Linked DNA regions of Mus musculus: all the other regions are linked to region 2. The links are chromatin contacts, called in public promoter capture Hi-C maps. All regions are on one chromosome and are shown on one strand. Each heading gives the region's core, a stretch centred on a gene start, on an enhancer-like site or on the middle of the called end of the contact. The rest is flanking DNA. Distances are from core to core; before and after follow the strand shown.

The links. Promoter capture Hi-C pulls out the DNA fragments that hold promoters and counts their contacts.
Region 1: a promoter capture Hi-C map of 3T3-L1-derived adipocytes shows a contact between it and region 2, with 3 times the contacts expected there. The contact joins the enhancer-like site here to the promoter of Prcp in region 2. A contact is called at or near these places in 15 of 39 promoter capture datasets (the 3T3-L1 cell line, 3T3-L1-derived adipocytes, the C10 cell line and 10 more), 1 of 15 datasets of contacts at CTCF or cohesin (large pre-B cells), 11 of 115 datasets of contacts at active chromatin or transcription factors (DN3 thymocytes, differentiating embryonic stem cells, embryonic basal ganglia and 7 more) and 2 of 9 other capture datasets (adipose tissue and liver).
Region 3: a promoter capture Hi-C map of pre-B cells shows a contact between it and region 2, with 2.3 times the contacts expected there. The contact joins the enhancer-like site here to the promoter of Prcp in region 2. A contact is called at or near these places in 5 of 39 promoter capture datasets (the C10 cell line, hematopoietic stem and progenitor cells, hippocampal neurons and 2 more), 1 of 15 datasets of contacts at CTCF or cohesin (large pre-B cells), 2 of 484 Hi-C or Micro-C datasets (muscle stem cells and olfactory sensory neurons) and 1 of 9 other capture datasets (liver).

The regions. Positions count from the first base shown.
Region 1 is chr7:92,540,454-92,545,147 of GRCm38.p6, reverse strand. No RefSeq gene overlaps it. Among named protein-coding and RNA genes, the nearest start is that of Ccdc90b, 18 kb to the left of the region's middle. Within about 2 kb of position 1,762, at least 3 of the 459 cell types and tissues checked have an H3K27ac peak or open chromatin away from gene starts, as enhancers often do. A contact at or near this core is called in 3T3-L1-derived adipocytes, where this site is marked.
Region 2 is chr7:92,873,623-92,878,289 of GRCm38.p6, reverse strand. It overlaps Prcp (prolylcarboxypeptidase (angiotensinase C)), which reads right to left and starts at 3,037. Exons shown (of 9, transcript NM_028243.3): 1 at 2,790-3,037. The coding sequence starts at 2,951. It overlaps Ddias (DNA damage-induced apoptosis suppressor), which reads left to right and starts at 4,043. Exons shown (of 6, transcript NM_001355126.1): 1 at 4,043-4,149. Gm40448 (a long non-coding RNA gene) reads right to left here and starts at 902. Exons shown (of 2, transcript XR_869796.3): 1 at 1-902.
Region 3 is chr7:92,425,560-92,429,995 of GRCm38.p6, reverse strand. Dlg2 (discs large MAGUK scaffold protein 2) reads right to left here. Exons shown (of 23, transcript NM_011807.3): 18 at 2,255-2,305; 19 at 1,338-1,439. Among named protein-coding and RNA genes, the nearest start is that of Ccdc90b, 130 kb to the left of the region's middle. Within about 2 kb of position 2,070, at least 7 of the 459 cell types and tissues checked have an H3K27ac peak or open chromatin away from gene starts, as enhancers often do. A contact at or near this core is called in pre-B cells, where this site is marked.

The sequences.
Region 1 (4,694 bases), core at 513-3,012, 330 kb after region 2:
AAACATAAGGGAAATATTGTGACTAATCAGGCTGGATAAGTGCATGTATAAAGAAGTATGGAAATAAGGATGGCTGACCCTTGGGGGCCTAATCAGTTCTCTGGTCATTGACCATCAACTTTTAATTGACAAGTGGAGCCTGAGTATAGCTAACCCTGCTCCAGTCTTGCTTTCTTAGTTCTTGGTTATTGTCTCTACATCCTTCTTTTCTGCTTATATTATTTTTATGACTCCCACCTTCTGATGCCCCTAGACCCTTCAGATGAAGTTGAGGAACTAGAATGAATGCATGACTACTCTTTTCTTTTCTTTCTTTCTTTTTCTTTTTTGTTTGTTTTTTTGTTTTTTGAGACAGGGTTTCTCTGTGTGATCCTGGCTATCCTGGAACTCACTCTGTAGACCAGGCTGGCCTCGAACCCAGAAATCCACCTGCCTCTGCCTCCCAAGTGCTGGCATTAAAGGTGTGCGCCACCACACCCAGCTTATTCTTTTCTTTTTCATAAGATAGAGTGAAGATGGAGGTGGGAACAGGGGCATGATCCACCATCTTCTTTCCTGGGGACTTCATTTTACCACGCCTCACCATTTGGTTAGATCATTGACATTCTCCTTACAGTAGCTGTGAATCACAGTCTGCGCCAATAAAAACTCAAGTTAGTTCATGGTCTGGATGTCCAGGGTGGTTTGCAAGTGGTCAAAGTGAATAACATAGACATCTGTAAATGCCAATAGTATACTGTAGAGATGTGGAATGAATTGCTTTCACTTATAGTGATTGAAGATTTGTAGTACAGGTAGCATTTTAGCTGGGCCATGGTGGATAGGCAGGATATTAACAAGGCAGGAGAGCAGTATGGAGTATCAGAGTAAGGGAGGCCATGTCAGAGACATGAGGGAGGTCAGATATTCATGAAGCTCTGGATGGAGAGCTGAATGAGAGATAAAGCTGGAATGCTGCTAACTCCACAATTCCCTTGATAAACAGCATTCTCATTCCCAACAGTTGCCTGTAGGTAGCATTTTGTAAGCCAGGAATGACAGCATCTATTTGAAGACACAGGTAAAGTCAATGGAAAACTTGTGTGTTTTGTAATCTTTATGGAAGACAGGCTGATTATGATTTGCAATGTTTCTGGTTCATGGTAGATTAAAGTCCATCACCTCTAAGGACATTTGTCACTCTTGATTCATGAATTAGAAGATGCACAGAGTAGTGCTCAGTGGACAACATAGAACAAATATGAAAAATGCCTTTCAAGTATTCATCCTCAACATGTGTATCTTCCCTCTAAGCCCCCTAGAGACACAAGCATCTCCTATATAAAATTAGATTAGCTATCTCTGATTAATAGTGACTACACAATTTATTGTTTCTCTAAAAGGGAAAAGACAATAGCCCAGGTTCCAGCCCAGGATCTGAAGCAGAACAAGTTCACAATAGAGCTTGGGTAAACCGAGCCACAAGAAAGCATAAAGGAGTTACCAGTTGTAGGACTAATTTTGGAATGTGCAAGACGGGAGCATAGGAGAGACTGTGCGGCATCATTTAGAGAGTGTACTCAGAAATGGCAGAATCTGTTCCACTTGCCTCAGTGGGAAGTTTGAGAAAAAGCATTTATGGACCACAGAATTGCTGGAAGCAACAAAGACGCAGAACTTAATCTGAGCTTCCAGGAATCATTACCCAGAATCACACTGCAGCATTTAAGCTTTCACCCAGTCAGGAAGCGGCTGCTCTGCTCTGCTCTGGAACCAAGTCAGCTCAATTCCAATTTATGTGAAATATGTGATGGCTCACACTGTGTCTCTTTCTCCATCCAACTCAGCTCTGAACGTAAGTCTCAAGCCATCACATTTGACTAGAGGAACTAGATCACACTCAGTTTATGTTCCAGGAGGTTTGGGAAGTTGTGCTTCTACTGTTGTTGTCTTACCCGACGCAGTAGAGTAGCCTGGATAAGCTGTTTTCCAGTGTGTGCCACAGTTAAGCTGCAGGAAGTCTCTAGGGGAGATATTGGGAAACTCACTCTTTCTTACACAGCAATAGTTCCTGGAGAAACTGTGCTGCCTAGAGCCCGAACCAGGAGTCCCTGCCCATGGGGTAACTAGTAGTCCCTCAAAACAACACAGGGATGGTTAGAAGGAAAATGATATTCTTGTCTCAGGGCAACTTGCTTCAGAGACTAGGAGAGGATGACATTTCAAGGAGACAAGTGGTACCTTCAACCTCCATCACTGGGAGACAGAAGAACACCATTCAGTGGTGAACTGAAAGTGGACCAAGAATGAAATTTTATCATTTAAGCAAAAAAAAAAAACTCTCTCTCTCTCTCTCTCTCTCTCTCTCTCTCTCTCTCTCTCTCTCTCTGATACAGAGATCAAATAGGGATACATGAGCCCTATTTGTCCTGGAATTTGAAAGGTAGACCAGGATGGCCTTGAATTCACAGAGACCCACCTTCCTTAGCCCCCCAAGTGCTAGAATTAAAGGTATGCACCAGTACTCAGGGCCTTTGAAAGATTCTTAAAGTTAGAAAGAACTGGGAAGTTAGCTAGTCCTCCTGAAATGATGGAATATCTCTTAATAGTGATTGAAGTTATTTTTAGCTTTATCCAGATTCTTAGTTTATTTTTTAGTTTTGGGTTCTCATTTTCCAGGTCAATGCTCAGTGGCAGGTTGCCTTCCAGATAAAATATGCGAACAGGTGCAAGAATAGAAAAATTTAGTAACAGCAGAGTTTAAAAATGTTAATGAAATCAGGACACAAAAGAATCATAGGAGTTTGGTTCTCTCAAAAGCTTAGTCAACTTGTCAGGTATTTAAGCCTGTGGGAAAAATGTGACTCTGAGCTGGGAATCCTCTCTGGAAGACATAAGATGGGAAAGTTCTCCTCGCAGGAGGAAAATCAGTTGAGGGTACTGCGTCAGTCACAAAGGAACGGGTGTAAGAGAGGTCCTTTATAAAGGGATAAATAATTTTTCTACTCCATTTATTTTTCCTGCTTGGTAATTCTGGAGAGTCTCTGGGTTGACAGCCGAGTCCATGTCCAGAGAGTGTTCTTCTCTTGCTTTTGATGGATACAAGTACTCATGGAGGCTGCAATGAAGTGGCCTTCTCATAATTTGTGTCAGCTCTGAAGGCCAATAGTAAGCACCAATAGTAAGTGCCTACCTGTCAACCTTCCAGCCATAGGAGGTGGTGTGGAAACAAGAGAATGAGATAAAATGGAAGAAAGAAAGAGTCTTGTGATGCAGCTTAGAGTATAGGAGTGGTACTATTAGAAGCTGTGGCCCTGTTGGAGTAGGTGTGGCCTTGTTGGAATAGTTGTGTCACTGTGGGAGTGAGCTTTAATACCCTAGTTCCAGCTGCCTGGAAGTCAGTCTTCCACTAGCAGCCTTCAGATGAAGAAGTAGAACGCTCAGTTCTGCCTGCACCATGCCTGTCTAGAAGCTGCCATGCTCCCACCTTGATGATAATGGACTGAACCTCTCAACCTGTAAGCCAGCCCCAATTACATGTTGTCCTATATAAGACTTACCTTGGGTATGGTGTCTGTTGACAGCAGTAAAACCCTAACTAAGACAGGTTGGCCTCAAACTCACTCTCCTCCTGCTTAATCTCAAGAATGTATGATTACAAGTATGTGCTATCAGGCCCAATGTACAATGTAGCACTTATTGAATAGACATGTGAACATAAGGAAAACATATATGTAGTAAGCTCAGTCCTGGAGTCTAGGGAAAATGAAAAGATAAGGTACTACTTTGTGGTAGAGGGGCTATCAGTAATGTAGAGTTTAAATAAGGAGACCTGGTGAATCTAGCGCCTCAGTGGTAAGACTTTGCTATACCATAAGCTGAGTTTTCCTTGTCTCTTTATTTTTGGATCAGTTTAGGCCACAGTTGCATTCCTTAGCTGGAAATTTTATAGATTATTTTATTTTGTGTGCAAGTGTTTTACTGTATGTATATATGTATATATGTATATATGTATGTGCCACATGTATGTCTGGTGCCTGTGAAGGTCAGGAGATGGGGGTTGGATCTCATAGAGCTGGCATTATGGATGATGGGTACTGGGAACTGGTCCTGGGTTCTGTGCAAGAGCAATATGTGCTCTTAACTAGTGAGCCATCTCCTCAACCCCTCATCTGGGGTTTTTTAAAGCAACTTTTTGATGAGAAGACAATTTGCAAAAGTTTGGGCAGAGACACTGGCAATGCCTGCAGGTGTTATTATTGGTGGGCCTGTGGAAATGGTGCCCTTGGAGCCTGGATAGAAGTCGGAGCTGTGTAAGCTTTGCCTGAGAATAATGGCAGCTATAGAGGAAGGGCAATGTTGCCAAAATGAGTGTAAGAAGGAGAGGTGGGACATGTGGAAGAAATAAGTTCCAAGGCATTTCTTTCTTTCATCTTCAGCCTTTTGCTAGTTGTTCTGTTCATTACTGTGAACCTAGGCAGAAGCCAGAGAGTAATGGTCCATAGTGGTGCCTCACAGAGACTAACCACGAGTGATGTCAGGGCAGAGAAGAATGGAGAATGGGTCGCTAATGAGAGTGAGAGCAAGTGAAGAATAACCAGCATGGCACTCTTGAGCTTTCTCTCTTAAATATTAGATTCTCGTATTGTTCTCTAATCAAGTTCCAGAGAGAAAACAAGGTTGGCTTAGGTAATTACTACTGTTCCTTTCTGTGT
Region 2 (4,667 bases), core at 1,788-4,287:
GTAGTCAGTAAAGAGCCTGAGTTCTGAATCTCCCTCATATGCACACTCTCTAAAATACTGGGCATGCCCTTTGTCTATAATCCTAGGCCTGAGCACGCAGAGACAGGAAAATCTCTAGAACTCATTGGCCAGCTAGCCTAAATTCAGTGTGACCTCCTATCTCAAAAAGTTACTTGAGAAGCAATTAAGGAAGAAACTCTCTATCCACACATATATGCATATATATGTAACCGTATACACATGCAGATACCCACACAAATATATACATATACCACATAAATACACACAAAAACATACAAATAGGATGGAGATATAGCACAGTTGATGCTTGCCTAATACACACAAAGCCCTGGGTTTAATTCCCAGCACCACATTAATAAAACATGTCAGTAAAAATGTCTAAAAGTATAAACTCAGTACAATCCTAGAGTATAAAGTTTTGCTGAGTAAAATCAAATATACTACCTGTGATGATTTGAACAGGTATGGCCCCCATATACTCATGTGTATAAATGCTTGGCCCACAGGGAGTGGCACTACTATATAAGATAATAAGATATGGTCTTATTGGAGGTGTGGCCTTGTTCAAGAAAGTGTGGCAGTGGAGGTGGGCTTTGAGGTTATATATGCTCCAACTACTTATAGTCTCCTGCTGCCTGTTGATCAAGATGTAGAACTCTTGGCTCCTCCAGCACCATGTCTGCCTGCAGGCTGTCATACTTCCTGCCATGATGATAATGGACTAAACCTCTGAAACTGTAAGCCAGCCCCAATGAAATGTTTGCCTTTAGCAGAGTTTCTGTAAGCTGAGGGTGGTGGCACACACCTTTAATAAATAAATAAATAAACCCCTAAATAAACTCTATTCTATACAAAAAAAAAAAAAAAAAAAAAAAGAAAGAAAGAAAGAAAGAAAGAAAGAAAGAAAGAAAAAGAAAATTGGCCGGGAGGGAAATGCACCTGTCATGCAAACCTAAGAACCCGAGTTCAGACCTTAGCACCCACACGAAAAGTCAGTCATGGCTCCACACTTGCCTGTAACCCCACACTTGCCATGGGTGAAGGCCAGGCTTCCAGGTTCAATAAGAACATTCTCCAGTCTCTCATTCAAGGGAATAAGGCAGAGAGTGATAGCACAGGGCACCTCACATCCTCCTGTCCTTCATATGTGCACTGGTGAGTAACACACACACACACACACACACACACACACACACACACACACACACGGCGGGGGGGGGGGGGAGGAGAGAGGAAAATAAATTAGCATCATTCCACCCTTTACCCCTGCATTCTCTGGAAGCAGTATTCCCAGGGAGATTTTTAGAGACCGTATGTACTAAAGCTTCCCCCTCTAACTTTACTGCTAATAACTGGATGCTATGAAGAATTATATGTGTGTAAAAGAGGTTTCAGTACAAGGATTAAGAGTCGTTCCATAGGAAAAAGCCATGAGTTCGGCTTTGTTTTACAGTGTGGGCGGAGAGCAGAGCTACAGAAAAGAGGAAGTCCTAGAGTTCTTAACACAGCCTTCACTTCAGCTAGACAGCCATAGCTCGCTCCACAGAAAGGTTTTCCTAGGGAAAGCATAAAACTCCATGGTCCTGCCTCCAACTTCTCAACTTACAAATAAGCCGCTGTAGAAATTAAAGGGGCCGTTCCAGAAAGACTTCTGCTACCTCAGCTAAATTAAAATGTTTGCTTGCTTTCTTCCTTTCTTTTCTTTTCGTTTTTCTTTTTTTTTTGAAACCCAAACTTAAATTTCTAGGTCTTTTTTTTTTTTTTTTTACTTCAAAACTAAATTGTTCTACAACCCCATGTCTTCCCTCTTTCCCAAATTCCTACCTAGTCAAACGTCCCATCAATAAGCATGCCTCCATCGGTAACCTTCTATTCAGGGCAGCTACTCTGCTAGGGCTTATGGTTCTTAGCTGCTTCAGTTAGTCATCACTGCAACCTTCTGCAGTAAGCCAAGAAACTTGGCTCAGAAACTAACTGTAACTTGTCCAAGATCACAGAGTGAGGCCAGAATCCTGATGTGACTTCTAAAGCCAAGATCAGACGACTGTACTCTTTCTAATCCCAGTGCCTTGTGCATTCAGGCCTCAGAGACTCCTAGAACTATAGAATTATATAGCCTTGTCATTTCAGAGGACACAGGTACTTTTCATTCAGACCTATAGGGTAATGACCTATGGTCTCATGCTGCCACCAAATACAAAGGCATTGGAGAAGCCTGTCTTAAAACTGTGAACTCAAGTTCAAGACCAGAGAGACCTGATCCTTGCACTCACTTCAGATGGGGATACAGACCTTTTAGCCTCTAAAGGTAACATTTCAGCTGAGAGAAGCAGTTTAGTGAAGCGATACATTCTTATGTAATGGGTACATCTGAATTTGTGTTGAGAGACCTAAAGGTGAAGGTTAGCCTCCATACCTAAGAATTTGAGGTGAGAGGTATGGGGTCAAAGGTTAGTCTCCATAATCTGGTTTTGGCCAAGGTAAACAAAGAGTTTAGATTGAGGCATTTCCTAAAATGAAGAGTTAAAAATATGTATCCTGGACCTCCAGAACTGGAGGGATAAATTTCTCATGGTCTCTGTTGGGAAACACTCGAATAATTAAGGCTTAAGACCACCCTCCAGAAAATGTGAACTAAAACCAAGTCAAGTCCTAAGTATCAGAGTCTGAATTTTGGAGTGGGCGGCGGTGCTCCAACAGCCAAGCAAGGTATGGGCGGGCGGTTGGGACGTGGGACCTAGAACCCTTACTCCCCAGCCTCTGCTTACCTTCTGTTCGAAGTAAAGAACTGAGTATTTACGGGCTACAGCAGGGTCGGGTGTGGGACTGGCTGACAAATGCGGGCTGCCGAGGGTCTTTAGCCTAGGCGGGATGGTTGTGGCGGCCCCGAGTAATAGGAAAGACAGGAGCAGGAGAGCCCGGCAGCCCATGGCTGGGGATGGCAGCCACAGTGTGGGCGACTAAAGAAAGAGAGCCACCAGCAGAAGCGCAAAGACTAAGCCGGGCCCAGCTCGTAGCTCCGCCCGCTGCAGACCAGCTCCTCCCCCGGGAAACCTAAAACCAGGCAGCTCCTGGCCCCAAAGGCGTTGCCTCCACACTTGCCACTCGCCATCCTCCTTCTCCCCGCCCACCTCCACTGAGGTCACACTCTACGTCGGCCTTTACTACGCAGGGTTTTGCCCCATCCTTATCTATGGCTCCCCAAGCCCTATCGCTACCCTAGGTTATGCCATATCCCCGCCTTTATTGCCACCATCACACTGTCCCCGCAACCTCAGTCCCACGTAACACCCCAGCTCTCCGCAAATCCCTTATAATGGCACGGGGCGGGAGGAGGAGGGAGGGAGAGTGAGTCTATTGTCACCAGGCATGACGGCACACACGTGACCCACACTCAACCAGAACAGCAACCTTCCAGACGGAGTTGGACTCTCCCCTCTACTTAGGTGAGGAAACAAGTACAGGGACTCGATGCTGGGCCCCTCAAGTAGCAGGAAATGGAGCGAGGTTCACAGATCGCTCTGCCCCCTTCCTTGTAGGCCGTTCGGGCTCTTCGCCTCTGTTGTTCCCGCCTAAGCAGCCCCACCGGTGTTCAGTTCTCGGGTCACCCCCATCGTCCGCATTGCCCGCACGACCCGTCCCTCCTGTGGCCGCTGGGTGTTGCGCGCAGACTAAGCCTTCTCTAAGCCTCGGTAATCCATCCATGCTCCGCGATGGCGACTCCCTCTACAACAGCGCCCCCTCCTGTCCAGCCCGCGGCGCCAACTTTCATCCGCTCCCACGCCCTCGGCGTCCGTCTGAAGCCACTCCTTCCCACGCCTCGAGCCTTCCCGGCTTCCCTCGCACTTCGCCGAGAGAACTACCGCTCCACCAGTCGATGAAGAACGACCCTCGAAACCCACAGCTACCCCTAGCTTTACAAGAAGGGTCGCTTGCCCGGGGGTGGGTGGTGGGGTGGGGACACGCCCTGCAGGGCGTTTTCTGATTGGCTCTCCTGAAAGTCCGTCAAGACGGTCCTTCCGGCGGAAGAGGACGCGGGAGATTCGATTGCTGGCGTTTGGAGAGCGGCGGACCGAGCGGCCGGAGGGCGGAGCGGTTGCCCGGGCTTGTCTGTGTCCTTTGCCTCAGGTGAGACGCTGAAAAAAGGAGTTCTTGGGGGGCTCTAGGTGGAGAGACTCCTGACGAGGCGCTGTAACCTTGCACTCCGTATGGATTGATTTCAGGACTTCTGGCCGTAAACGCCGGCTACGAGGTTAAACGGGAAAGTCAATACTTTTCATGTTCCTTGGCGAAGGTTTATCAGCACTTTACTGTTGCTGCGGATCCCCAAAAACCCAGAAAGGAAAGGGCTCGACTTTCAACGGGGGCATAAAACTATGTCAGCAGGTTACTGTGCTAGGTGCTGGCAAAGATGGTTTGTTTTATTTTTTTCAGATGACTTTGACTGCCCAGAGAAAGTATTTTACTGAGTAATGTACGCAGTCCAGAAATTGAAAGGTTTCTATTTTCCCTGCTCTCACGAACCCACACCTGAGATCCAAATCCAACTCCCCACTGAACACTGCCACTACCATAATCTAACCTGTGACAGCTGCATGCAGTGACAGTAGTAGCCTCCAAGACCAGGCAGATGGGTGAAAAATTCT
Region 3 (4,436 bases), core at 821-3,320, 450 kb after region 2:
CTCCCTGCCCTCAAATTCCCCTACACTGGGGCATTGAGTCTTTGAAAGACCAATGCCCTCTCCTCCCATTTATGCCCGACAAAGCCATCCTCTGCTACATATGCATCTGGAGCCATGGCTCCCACTATGGGTACTTCTTGGTTGGTGGTTTAGTCCCTGGGAGCTCTGGGGTGTCTGGTTGGTTGATATTGTTGTTCTTCCTATGGGGTGGCAAGCCCTGTCAGCTCCTTCAGTCATTTCTCTAACTTGCTATATAGCTTTAAAAAGAATATATACCCAACCTTCAAATCAGTTTTTCTAAATATTTATCTTAAAATTGATCAAAAGGTAAATAAATATATCACTATAGTGATTTATAACACATAATTATATTTTATTCTAGCCCACTATATTAAAAAGGAAAGGACATTTAAAAGGTCTATACATTTTTTTGTGAATATAATTACTTTTAGTCATTATATAACATCTTAGATTTAAAGATTTAAATACATGAAAATGTACTGGAAAGAAGAATGATTTTATTTCTGGGTATTAAGTGGGATTATGTATATTTTTCAGCTTCTTGGCTAACTTTTTAAAAAATTCTGTCATATAAGTAATATAAATTCTGTCATAAATAATCAATATGTATTTATTACTATAGAACTGTGCAATTGATGAAAGAAAAATGGAAAAAGAAATCGGAACGTGTGTGCAGGGCACAGGGGGAAATGTAATAAGGTTTACGTTCCTCTCATTTAGTTCTCTGTGGCAGCTCAGCTGGGCAGATGCTTCGAACAAGCTTTCCCTTAGCCCTTCCCACCTAACGATGATATATATTATATATTATACACAATATTAATATATACTATATAATATAGTATAAATATATAATATATAAAATCCTTGATAACCTGGGACTGTGAAAACACACAAGAGCAAAGCTGCTTGGCTTAAGGACTGATACTTTGTATTAAGTCATTCAGAGACAATTTCAATGTCTGGTTTCAATTTCAATTTTGCTTCTTATTACTCCTACAGATCCTACAGTGGCATTTCAACCAATCTAGGAGAACTCAGAGGCTTATAAATAGCTTGTTGTTTGTTTTAAGTGTTAGGAGAGTTTTCAGGATGTCTTATCTTCTGGGGATGGAGGTCAGTCCTTATCAACAGAAAACATTATGTGTGACAGCCCAGATGAAAAGAGCTGGGCGGATCCACCAAGTCCAGTGTTCAGATAATGGGCAACTGATGACATGCGAATCACACCAGAGATTCTTCTCGAAAGGGCAGGATTATATTTGATCATCCACCAAGGATTCCAGCTTTAGCCCACAGAAGAGAAAAGCGATACTTACGAGGCACACAGGAGCCAAATTTATCAGGAAATTCAGATATCAAGTCATCATTGATTCGATCCTTCATGGGGCCCAGGATAATCACTGGCCGCGTGTAGTTTACTGTAGACAGAGAAAGGAAAATGCAGGTGAGGAGGGAGATTTAAAACCCTGCAATACGGATGCAGTCCTGCACTTCTGCAGAAGTGATTCTTTATGGCAAACTGCCAGCAACTAAGATGCGCTAAGGCCTTAACCTGGGGTAAATTACCCATAAAGCCCTGCATACAGAAATGCATGTTTAGCCCTCAGCATGTTGACTCTGCTGCTTTCTGGAATTGACTAACAGAGAATAAAGCAGCTACAGCAGCTGCCAATGAAAAGGTTTAGGAGTTTTCTTTCTTACAGATTTTAACTTTGAGTCAAAACACCTAGATTTAGGGAACCTAGGAGAAAAGACAAAACAAAACAACCATGTTTTCAGCCATTGTTACCAGTAGAGACACTTCATGGGTCTGTACTCATTAGGGGCTTCCCGATTCTTTTGTGTTTTAGAAGGTATTTTAGTCTATTTGGTGTAACTCCCCAGCTGATGCTTCCATTTTCTCTGTAACATCTCTATAGGTCACCATCAGCCTCTGTATGAATGTCTCCAGACAGACAGACAGACTCAGACTCCTGAGGCAGTCTGCAGGTGGCCTGCTTCTGAGCTCTGCTAGGGAAACTGGGCTGGCAGCAGCTGCCCTGAGCTCTTCCCAGCCACTCCTCCAGCTTAGGTCCGTAAGTGATTTGAATATGTGCCTTCTTATTGAGACCACCACAGGACTGTTCTGTCCTCCTGGGAGCAGTTGCTGAGCCTGTGTCTGAGTATTAAGCAGAGTTTGGTGTCACCTGTCATAGCCTGGAAATCGGGAACATGGGCATGTCAGGAAACTTACTTTCCTGCCTCGTGACAGGTTCATAGGAAAGAATGAGATCTTCTTGTCCTCCTGAGAAGAAAAGAAAGGAAAATTACAGTTGACAAATGACCAGCCACCCCGAGAGCTACAGTTCCTGCTTCAAAACGCAGGAAATGCACAGTTGAGGGTTAAGTTTCCTTGTGCTCTCTTCTTGAACCATTCAAAATTCCCTCCATCTTCATAAAACTCTGGTGTCTAGTTATCGCACAGTTGTAACTGTGTGATAATGGGCTGCTAGCCCTCTGCAGTGGGGCAATGAAGAGAGTGCTTTTTTATCTGACATTAGAAACGGAGTGCCATGCCTCCACACCAAGCATTATGAATAAAGCCACTTAGGAATGGGTCCATCCAATAATTTTCAAGCTACTTTGTTAGAATTTCTGATTCTTTTAATTAATCTCCCATTTTATTTTTCTAAGCATGTGGTCCAAGAGCAAGTGTCTATTTCATTTAAGACATAGAAACTTTGTCAGACTATTATTACAGGATGCTAGAGGTTTCGTCTAACACTGAGTCACCAGCAAGGTGTCTTTGGTCAGTTAAATTGGATTCAAACAGAGGACACTGAGGCTATAGCTGTGGGGTAGAGCATGAACTTAGCAAGTGGGAGACCCTGCTTCCAGTCCTGGTCTCTGCTCCAACTCGAGAAATGTGTCCTAGACTGTTAGGATCACTGCTACTTGTCTTGAAGCTTCAGGATGGGAACTAAGGGCAGCAATGCTTTTCTAGGATTCATTGCATGTCCTGTGCTTCAGGGTTGACCTTGAGTCAACTTTGGCAATAGTTTTAAATCAAATTTATGCACTAGATCAACTAGTTGCTCAGGGGTTGTCTCAGCTCAGCTGCAAATCCCAGATGTTCTGCTCTATATTTGTATTAGGTTTAGTGTTGAACAACCTTGGTGTGAGGATAGGTTAGGGATGTTGAAAACAATTCAGTATCTGTTGGAGGAGGTTTGGGGTGGGAGATTGTCTTGTCCAAGGCCGAAAGACAGTGAATCTCATTGCTTTATACTGTACTAGAGAGTCTATAGGTTGACCATCCCAGACATACTTAGTCTGTGATACTTAGTCTCTCTTTCATAGCTTCAGCACCAGGGGAAAGGGAGCTGTTTTCACAAAAGGTGGTAACTGCATGGATGGCTTAGATACCTGCATCTGACTTAGGTAGTTCTTATGATATGTTACTGGAGCCTTGGTAGTGGTAAGAAATGACTGCCAACCTAAGTCATTCTTTACATCTACCTTGAAGAGAACTTGCTGTTGGGATTGGCCCTGCTAGGCCACCCTATATTCTGAAGGTACAATAAGACTCAAAGTCTTTCCTAAATGGCACATGCCCACACTTGCCCTGGAAATGCTTAGGAGGCATCCTTAAGTCTGAGAAAAGGGGGCTGGTGTGGGACCATTCAGGATTTTGTGTATTCTGAGAAAGAATGATTCCCTGCAACTAAATTAAACTACACAAAATCAGAGTTTAGATGGGAAAAAAAAAAAAAACCAGACTGATACTAAAGCCCCAATCTTCTGATCTGGAGATCCATTGCCATTCACAAGATGGGTGGAAAAATGTACAGAGAAAAGGTTGGAGTGAGAGTAGCATGGGTCCTTAATGGTGGCAACAGACTCCAACTTTATAGGGAAGGCTTGGGAACTATCACCAGAGTCCTGATAGTGAGATAAAGCTTCAGGTGTCAGGTGGTCGTTGTCAGAGTCTGACCTCTACACTGGTCAGAGCTCAAAGGCACAGCCCCATCCATCACGGTGATTCCAGCGCTCAAGGATGACAGAGAACTCACGCTGTGATTTCCGTTGTGAAAAACAAGATGAGTAATGAGTGCAGGGAAAGGTTCTGCTCTGCGTGTCTGTGAATACAATCCCTTCACTTTGGGAAATACAGTTTCCTCTAAATAACCGCAACACGTCACGCTTCTGTCTGAATCTCTTTCCAGTCATGCTGCAGATCACCCGAATGGGATCTTCCGGACACGAATCTTAAGTCACATCTGATGTCACTCTGTGTCGCGTGTGGTTCAGAAAACCGGGACAAGCACAGCTTTTCTTTCATGAGAGAATTATTTGTCCACTGTTTTGTGGTATGCTTCTTACGGAGGGAACTGGTTTTCATTCAGAGCAGTAGTGCTGGCAGGGGGTATCGTGTC